2 separate regions of the Mus musculus genome follow, and region 1 is linked to region 2. A link is a contact called in public HiCAR-type data. All regions are on one chromosome and are shown on one strand. Each heading gives the region's core, a stretch centred on a gene start, on an enhancer-like site or on the middle of the called end of the contact. The rest is flanking DNA. Distances are from core to core; before and after follow the strand shown. Region 1 holds the start of Kcnmb4 (potassium large conductance calcium-activated channel, subfamily M, beta member 4). Region 2 holds the start of Tmem19 (transmembrane protein 19).

The links. HiCAR-type assays count read pairs that join an accessible place to other places.
Region 1: a HiCAR-type map of astrocytes shows a contact between it and region 2, with 4 times the contacts expected there. The contact joins the promoter of Kcnmb4 here to the promoter of Tmem19 in region 2. A contact is called at or near these places in 3 of 39 promoter capture datasets (embryonic stem cells, hippocampal neurons and liver), 1 of 484 Hi-C or Micro-C datasets (embryonic stem cells) and 2 of 115 datasets of contacts at active chromatin or transcription factors (astrocytes and pro-B cells).

What each region holds. Positions count from the first base shown.
Region 1 is chr10:116,471,233-116,475,203 of GRCm38.p6, reverse strand. Kcnmb4 (potassium large conductance calcium-activated channel, subfamily M, beta member 4) reads left to right here and starts at 1,681. Exons shown (of 3, transcript NM_021452.1): 1 at 1,681-2,018. The coding sequence starts at 1,683. Kcnmb4os2 (potassium large conductance calcium-activated channel, subfamily M, beta member 4, opposite strand 2) reads right to left here and starts at 2,041. Exons shown (of 3, transcript NR_130644.1): 1 at 817-2,041; 2 at 571-719; 3 at 217-438.
Region 2 is chr10:115,360,523-115,364,387 of GRCm38.p6, reverse strand. Tmem19 (transmembrane protein 19) reads left to right here and starts at 2,121. Exons shown (of 7, transcript NM_133683.4): 1 at 2,121-2,336; 2 at 2,429-2,579. The coding sequence starts at 2,450.

The DNA of each region.
Region 1 (3,971 bases), core at 432-2,931, 1.1 Mb before region 2:
GGATTGGCATCTGGAATCTGTCGAAGGAAAACACTCAGCGAAGATTTGCGATTTCAGGTTAAGACGCTTCAGCTTTGGAGCTCTCTTCTTTATAGCCAGCGTGTGCCTAACAAATGCCTTGACGCCAACAGGGGGGGAAATCTCAGGCAGAAACAAACAAACAAACAAACAAAAAATACAGTGTCTGCTCTCAAACGGAGACGACACTGAGACATCTTTGTGATTTTAAAGTTTTTCCAAGTCCTGCAGCCTTTTTATTCATTAAGAAAAACAGACACTAAAGGTCTCCTTTACCATTGTTTGGAAATACCCATCAGCATAACATGCCAGAACTCTGTCAGTGCCAGCCAAAGGGTTTGAAGTCTGGTAGAGTGGGCTTAACATTTCCATGACTTGGCAACTGTTATTCATCAGGAGCCTGAGTTCATTCATCTAGGACTTGAAAGACAAGAAAAGGAGGGTTAAAACAACAACAACAACTTTATTCTTCCAAACGCAGCTCTAAACAGTTCTCAAGTTTGGTTTTATGATCTTTAAAAAAATGTAGGTAAAAAGCAAATTTAAACTTACAAAGGAAAAGTCAGGAGAATAGAGGCTGAATAAAGGTGTACATCGATAGGGTGGAGTTCCAAAGTGTCTGCAAGCCGCGGTCGCCTTGCACAGAGCTCCAGAAAAAGCTCACCTGCAAATCTCAGGGCCAGCTAAGGGTGGCAATATTCCTAAAGAGGCCAACAGAGTCTGCTCTCACCAGCCCGAGGCCAGGCTTTGCCACCTGTTTGCGTCCACCCCCTAGGGGTCGTTCCCGCTGTCTGGCACCTATTTTTCCAGGAAAGTCCACCGACGCTCAAGGCTCCAATCGTGTTAGCCTGCACGGTCCCGGTGGCGGCGTGGGATCCGCGGGGACCTCCGGCTCCCGGCCGCTCGCCTGTGGGCATCCCCCCGCGTCCGCGCCGGTGCCCTCTGTCGCTCGCCGCCACCGGAGCTCCCTTTGCCGGTGCGCCTGCTGCCCCGCAGCTCCCCGGATCGGAGTTTGAAGATTCCCGCTTCGCACGCTCACGCCATCCTCCCCCACTTAAAAAAATTTTTTTTTTCTCTCTTTTAACTTTCTCCCCAGCCACGCTCCCTCGGTGCTAAGCGTTCGCCTCGACCGTCTCCGCCATCTCTCCAGGTTGCATCTGGCGAGGATTCCGAGAGCAGCTCGCGGCGGCCCGGGTGCTCGCCCACGGGAGCTGCGGGGCGCGGCGCGGGGCGGGGCGGGGCGGCGGCGCCCAGGGCGGGGAGGAGCAGCCTCGCTCAACGCGGAGCCAGGGCTCAGCAGCCCAGTCGCTCCCAGCGTCGGGGCGCCGGGCGCTCGGCCGCGGCGATGGCAGGCGGGCGGCGCGCGCGGGGAGGCGGGCGCGGGGCGCGGAGCGCGCGGGGGCGGGGGCGGGCTCGGGGAGCCCCGGGGTGCCGGACGCTGTGAGGCGGCGGTGGCACCCGGGAGCCCGGCCTCGGGCAGCGCCGTCGCCGCCGCCGGGGGCGTCGCCGGCCTCGGCCCCTTTGTTCTCGCGCGCGCCCCCTCGCCGCCCACTCCCCTGCTGTCGCGCGGCGGCGGCGGCGGCTCCTCCCGCCCGAGGCGGTTGAGCTCGGCGCCGGGGGCGGGAGGGGGCGGGGAGCGCGCCAGCCGTGGAGAGTGGGGGGCGATGGCGAAGCTCAGGGTGTCTTACGAGTACACGGAAGCCGAAGACAAGAGCATCCGGCTCGGCTTGTTCCTCATCGTCTCCGGCATCCTGTCGCTCTTCATCTTCGGCTTCTGCTGGCTCAGTCCCGCCTTGCAGGATCTGCAAGCCACGGCGGCCAACTGCACCGTGCTGTCGGTGCAGCAGATCGGCGAGGTGTTCGAGTGCACCTTCACCTGTGGCACCGACTGCAGGGGCACCTCGCAGTATCCCTGCGTCCAGGTGTACGTGAACAACTCCGAGTCCAACTCCAGGGCGCTGCTACACAGCGACCAGCACCAGCTCCTGACCAACCCCAAGGTAAGCGCGCGGGAGCTCCCGCCTAACAGTGCAGGTTCGGGGCCAACGTCCCGGTTAGACCCCAGGGGAAGAATCGAGTGCACTGTCCTCGCTCGGAGTTGATGCGAGGGAGGCATGAGGTGCATGCACGCATCCCTGGAGCCCAGGGCTCCAGACCTCGGGGTGTGTTTGCCTACTGGGCGGTGGTACGCGAGCCTCTCTGCAAACAGATCTTTTCTGTTCTTAGATTTTTTTGAGCTCCGGACCACCCCAGGTCCAGCGCCTGCGGGAAGGGGTTGCCTAAACTCAAGGAGCAAAGAAAGTTAACTTTTCCTTCCAATGTAGCCATGGGATAGCCCAGGACCCAGGTACTCCAGTATATGGCCTGAGCTTCTATGGGGCTCAAGAACTCCCTTCTTTGAGAGGTTAAAGGGGTCTCTTCGCTTCTGGAAAGTATCTTAAGTGACTTTTGAATTTTAGTTCTAAACTGAAGTTTTTAACTTGAGGTCTACAGATAGACTTGGGATGGTGAGGGTGGGGTCAACAGCCATCAGGAGGAATCCAAGAAGAGATTCTGATGAGGTCGGGTTGGTTTGCTTGGTGCTGGTGGTGGAGGCTGAAGGGTCCTAACCACTCTGAGTGTTTGGGCACAATGAGAAGCTGTAACTAAGGAGTAAGTAGGAGAACAACTTACCGAAAATAGAAAGCCCTTGATGACATATACCAAGCAGCGGTTTCCTGACAACTTCTTTTGTTGTTACAGGGGAGGAAAAAAAAAAAAAAAGAGGGAAAAAAATAGATAAAACCTGGTTAGGACTTTCTAGCCTCTGGAGAGCAGAGAGGGAGACTCAGAAAACTTCCCCGGGGTAGGAAAGCACTTATAAAAAGCTGTGTCCCCAGTCCGTGAACTAATTGAGCCTTGCAGTGTGCCTGCTTCTGCAGGAGGGTTCTTTGATGCCTGTGTTCCTTTCTGCTGCCAGCTGAAGGTGTGTATATATATTCAAGTTACTGAGTCCTTGTACTTCCTGGGGGCTGTGCTGGAAGACAAGCAGAAATCATTCCAAAGAAAATGAGTCCTGTGCGTGCAGGAACATGTTCTCTTAAATGTGACCAGATAGATTAATCGGAATTCATTATTTTAAACAAGATCACTACCGCTGTGCAGAGAAACTCGGGCGTAACTCACTTATTTGGAAAGTTAGAAGAAACTAGTCTTTGAACATATGATGGACTCCTCAATGGAAAAGTCTCCCGCTAGTGCACGGAGGCTCGTTTGCTTTTAAAAATGGAGCTAATCCAAGAACAGTAAGTGTAGACGTGAACATTTGGAATCCAGTCTCTAAGGACCAAGGTCTTGCCGAAGTGATCGGTCTCAAAAACAGATGTGGGTTAATCTGCATAGTGCTTGAGAATTTAATAAGAGGTCTGGTGGCTTTGAGAAAGCATTGTAAAAATCAGAATTAAGTGAAAAATATCTAAGAAAGGTGTCAAGTAGTAACTTAGTGATTTGGAAGGTGCTCTGTAGTTTGCCATACAGGTGTAGTCATAGTTGGTGAAACACTGCTAATTATTTTTGAGATAGTCGTTTAATCAATTATATATGTGTGTGTGTGTATACATATGTATATGTGTATACATACATACATATATGTGCATATACATTCTTACAAGGTAAATTCTAACTTGTATGGTTAATATCTAATTTTGGTGTAGACAAGTTAGGATTTACCACAGAAGTCAACCAAAGTTTCCAGGCAGTTTTGCAGGATTCTGGCAACAGGGATAAGTTGGAATCATTAGGACATCGATTCTTAAATAACTTGGAAGCAATCACAATGTTTTATGTAATATTAAAATTCTCTCTCTCTCTCCACTTGCAAATAATCTTATCCCCCCCCCCCCATGCCAGTTAAGAACTTATCAATAGTTGAAGAAGTATCAAACAAAAATCGAAGTGGTCAGAACTGGGAAAAA
Region 2 (3,865 bases), core at 872-3,371:
TTTGAAGCTTATCATGGAATCAGACCAGTCTTTGCACTATAAAGAATAGATAACAGAGGATATATAATAATTTTGGTTGAAGCCACTATTTTGTGTTCTACCAAAGGAAAAACAGTCTTGGCATATATTTTGAAATTTAAAATAGCATGAAGTTTTACAAATGTGTCCCACCGTGATACAAAATGGTTTCAGCCACCAGACATCCCATGTACATCAAAAGAAATATAGCCTGACCGGAAAGAAAAAGCCCTTCCCCCAGCAGTGGAAATGTAAGCTTTTAAAGGTTGACTGGGTTATGTCACAATTGTGTACAATATCTAAATAATTCCATTGCCTCCCACACTGTCAACAAGTAGCTGGAAACACTTCGGAAATATGTGGTTGTCAGCTTGTTACTATTCACTTGGACAAAATAACTCCCAATGAACCTCAGCCTCCTGAGTTCTGGGATTAATAACATGCGCCACCACATCTAGTGAGATCTTTGTTTTGATACTGGGGCTGGGAAGATGGCACTGTGGATAAAGTGCTTTCTGTAGAAGCCTGAGAACAGGATTTGAATCCCCAGAACCACATGGGACTGGCACAATAGTACCCATGTATAAAAGGTGAAATCAGTCCCAAGACTCGGATTATCTGAGAATAGGATGGTCTGCTGTATAAATGAATGGACAGGATACACACCCTTGAAATTGTAGAGGAATTTTAATCCAGCAAGATGGCTCCTCTAGCAAGGGATTACATCCAAAGACCTAGATCTTTATGATCTGGCTAGATCGCAGACAGGCCACATCCCTTTAACCCCTCTGCCTGGAACACGGATACAACCTGAGTACAGTCCTTTAAGGTCAAATTCGTTTTTAGAAGGAAGGAGCCAGGTGTGAAAGTGATGTCTAATTGAGGGCCAGACAAAGTAACAAAGATCGAAAGATTTGACAGAATGAGTCAGAGACAGAATGCATCTTACAAGGACAGCACAGGAAAGAGAAGCTATTTTAAGAGCCCCAGTGCAGGGAGAGACAGCTAGTCAGAGGTGGGAGGCAGTGCCAGGAGTGCGGTGCAGTTGCAGTTGAGTTCGGGTTGTGGTTTTTGTTTGTTTCAAGTCTATGAAGTTCATTGCAGGTGAGCAGAGTCAACTAAAGCCAGAGAACAAGAAGGAGCCAGGTGATTAGAACAAAATGCCAGAGTTGTTTGAGGCTAGGCAGAACAATTCAATGGGAACTTGAGAGAAGCCAGATTGAATCAGGCAGCTTGGTGAGGAGTTTGAGCCAGAACAGCTAGGTTGAACCAGACAGCCAGAGTTCTAGAAAGAACTATAAAGGGTGAGCTTATTCAACAGTGAGCCCTACAAGAGGACAATACATCAGACGAATAAGTTACTTTTACAGATAGAGTGGATGGGGACAGACACTTCCACAATGTGTGTTAGAACAGTAATTATACAAAAGCTCAACCGTGGGAACTATATTTATGTTTACATACCGCAGTACCAGTTGAGTCTGGCCCAGGTTAAGAGCCAAGCCATTGTTTTAAGCTACTTTCTAAGTAATTTCGCTTCTAACGATAAACTCCTACGTCGTCCACACCCTATCGCCTGGTATGAATGCTTCATAAGTTACAACCCATTACTGGCTCTAAATTCACTCGCAGTTCATTATTCCATCAATGGCAGGTTTTAGTGACCCACACCACCCTTACTGGTGACATTTTTTTTTTCAAGTCTAGGCTGTCCACAAATCCCAAGACCTAATTTGTCCTAACGTCTATTTTGGAGGTGCTTTAGAAACAGCACTCCGACCCGCAAAGAGACACTAAGCAAACTCAAGCCGGGTTTCCGCCTCGACGAGTCACGTGAGCGGAGCAGGGCTGCTGCGCATGCGTACACGGAGGGAGTCGCGGAGAGACCAGAGCGACTCCCGGGGCAGCGGGGTGGGGACGTAAAGGCGCTCGCCCGCGCTGTTCCCAGCCTTGGTTCGCTTGCCCGGGCAGCGTACGGCAGAGGTGGAGCTGGGGCAGACTTGGAGCAGGGGCCCAGGGGGCGGAGCGCGCCGTGCGGGGGCGGAGCTCGGGGGGGGGGTCCGAGGGCGGGGAGGGGCGGGGCTCCGCGGTGCTGGCCGCTCATTGGCCACCGGTCGTTTGTGCTCCTTCCGGGTCCCTCTAGGTGGGAGCTGCCGGCCTCCCTGCTGGCCTGGCGGGTCCTCTGTGCATCCTCCCTGCACCTTCTTTTTCCAAGGGCGGCGTTAACCTCCCCGGGTCGAGCCGGAGCGCTGCGCCTGCAGCAGTGACTAGACGTTTTGGATTTACGATTCTATTTTGTCGTTCGGTTGGTGGAAGATGTTGGTATTTCTCTATGCCTCTAAAGGAGTATTGTTGCAAGAAACTTGAATGACTTGGTTCATCTGAAATGCTATCTATTCCCCCCCCTCAGGTGCTCGTAGCTCTATTTTCCATGACAGATAGTGACGACACTACGTGCAAAAGGTATATAAAGATGATTACCAATATAGTAATACTGAGCCTGATCATTTGCATTTCCCTAGCGTTCTGGATTATGTCAATGACTGCTAGCACCTATTATGGTAAGTAAAAGTGTTTTAAGTTTTGCTAGAAGTTAATGGGTGGAATTTTAAACTACGACTTCAAAATCCAAAAAATATGTAAATGGTTAAGAACAGTTATGTTCACTGCCGAAACCTGAATCTGGTTTGCTACGGTGATAAGATAAACAATGTCTAGAGAACTTTACAGCCTTCCATGATGTTTCTTGTGCTGATATTTAATGATACCTATCACAAAACGCATGTCTCAAATAATTACTTCTGTTTACCTTAGTTGGGGGGGGGGGAGACATAAAAGGTAGTTTTGTGAAACAATTTGGGGGATGCTTATCTTTTTAAGATTTGCCATGGTGTAGCGGTTTCATAATCCCGTGAGAATAACAAAGGAGGTACAGTCTTTTCATTTGCAAGTTGAAGAATTTGTCACTTCACACAAATAGATAGGTCTCGTGCAGACACTGTCCTCTTGCTCGTCCGGTTTGATCATCACCGTACCCTGCAGCCACTTGGTCTTTCCATTGGCTTCTTGGTACATCTTTGCTCTCATGAAGCCAAATCTTGCTGTCTTAGCTCCTACTACTGCTCCTGCTACTGAATTCTTCCTGATCCCTGTCTCAGCCTCCAGAGTATTGGGATTACAACCTCCAACCATCGTATATGACTTTACAGGACACTTCAACATAAGACAAGACTTTACGGACTTTTCTCCCTTAGTATATATTAATTGTACAAGCTGATGGATTTCATTTTGGCATTAATATATTCGGATTATATACCTTGGTCCTGTGATGGTTCTAAAGGATTATTTTGGATTTGGCTCTTAGAGTGGGGGGGGGGGTTAAATCCAGGGTTTTGCATATACTGTGCACCCATGCATGTGTTCAGAGGCTGCTCCATATCCAACTCTTGTTTGTTGCCTGTTTGGGTTGTTTTGTTTTAAGACAAGGCCCCAGCTTGTAGCCCTGGGTGATCTCAAATTCAAATCCTCTGGTCTCAGGCTCCTATGTTCTGGAATTATGTGGGCCAACATTCCAGTGAGATCTGTAACATTTCAAAACGGGGACTTGAGGTAGTGACTCTGGGTTGGGTGTGCTTGCTGTGCAAGCTTGGGGACCTGAGTCTGAATCTCCTGAACCCACATGAGGCTGGGCCCAGTAGAACGCATTTATAATTCCAGTGCTCCTAGGCAGGAGGAGGCATAGGAGAACCCCCAGGAACTCTTGGGCCAACTCAAAGTTATTCTGACTTCTACATACATGTTATCTATACACACACACACACACAAATACATATACACTCGGGCACAC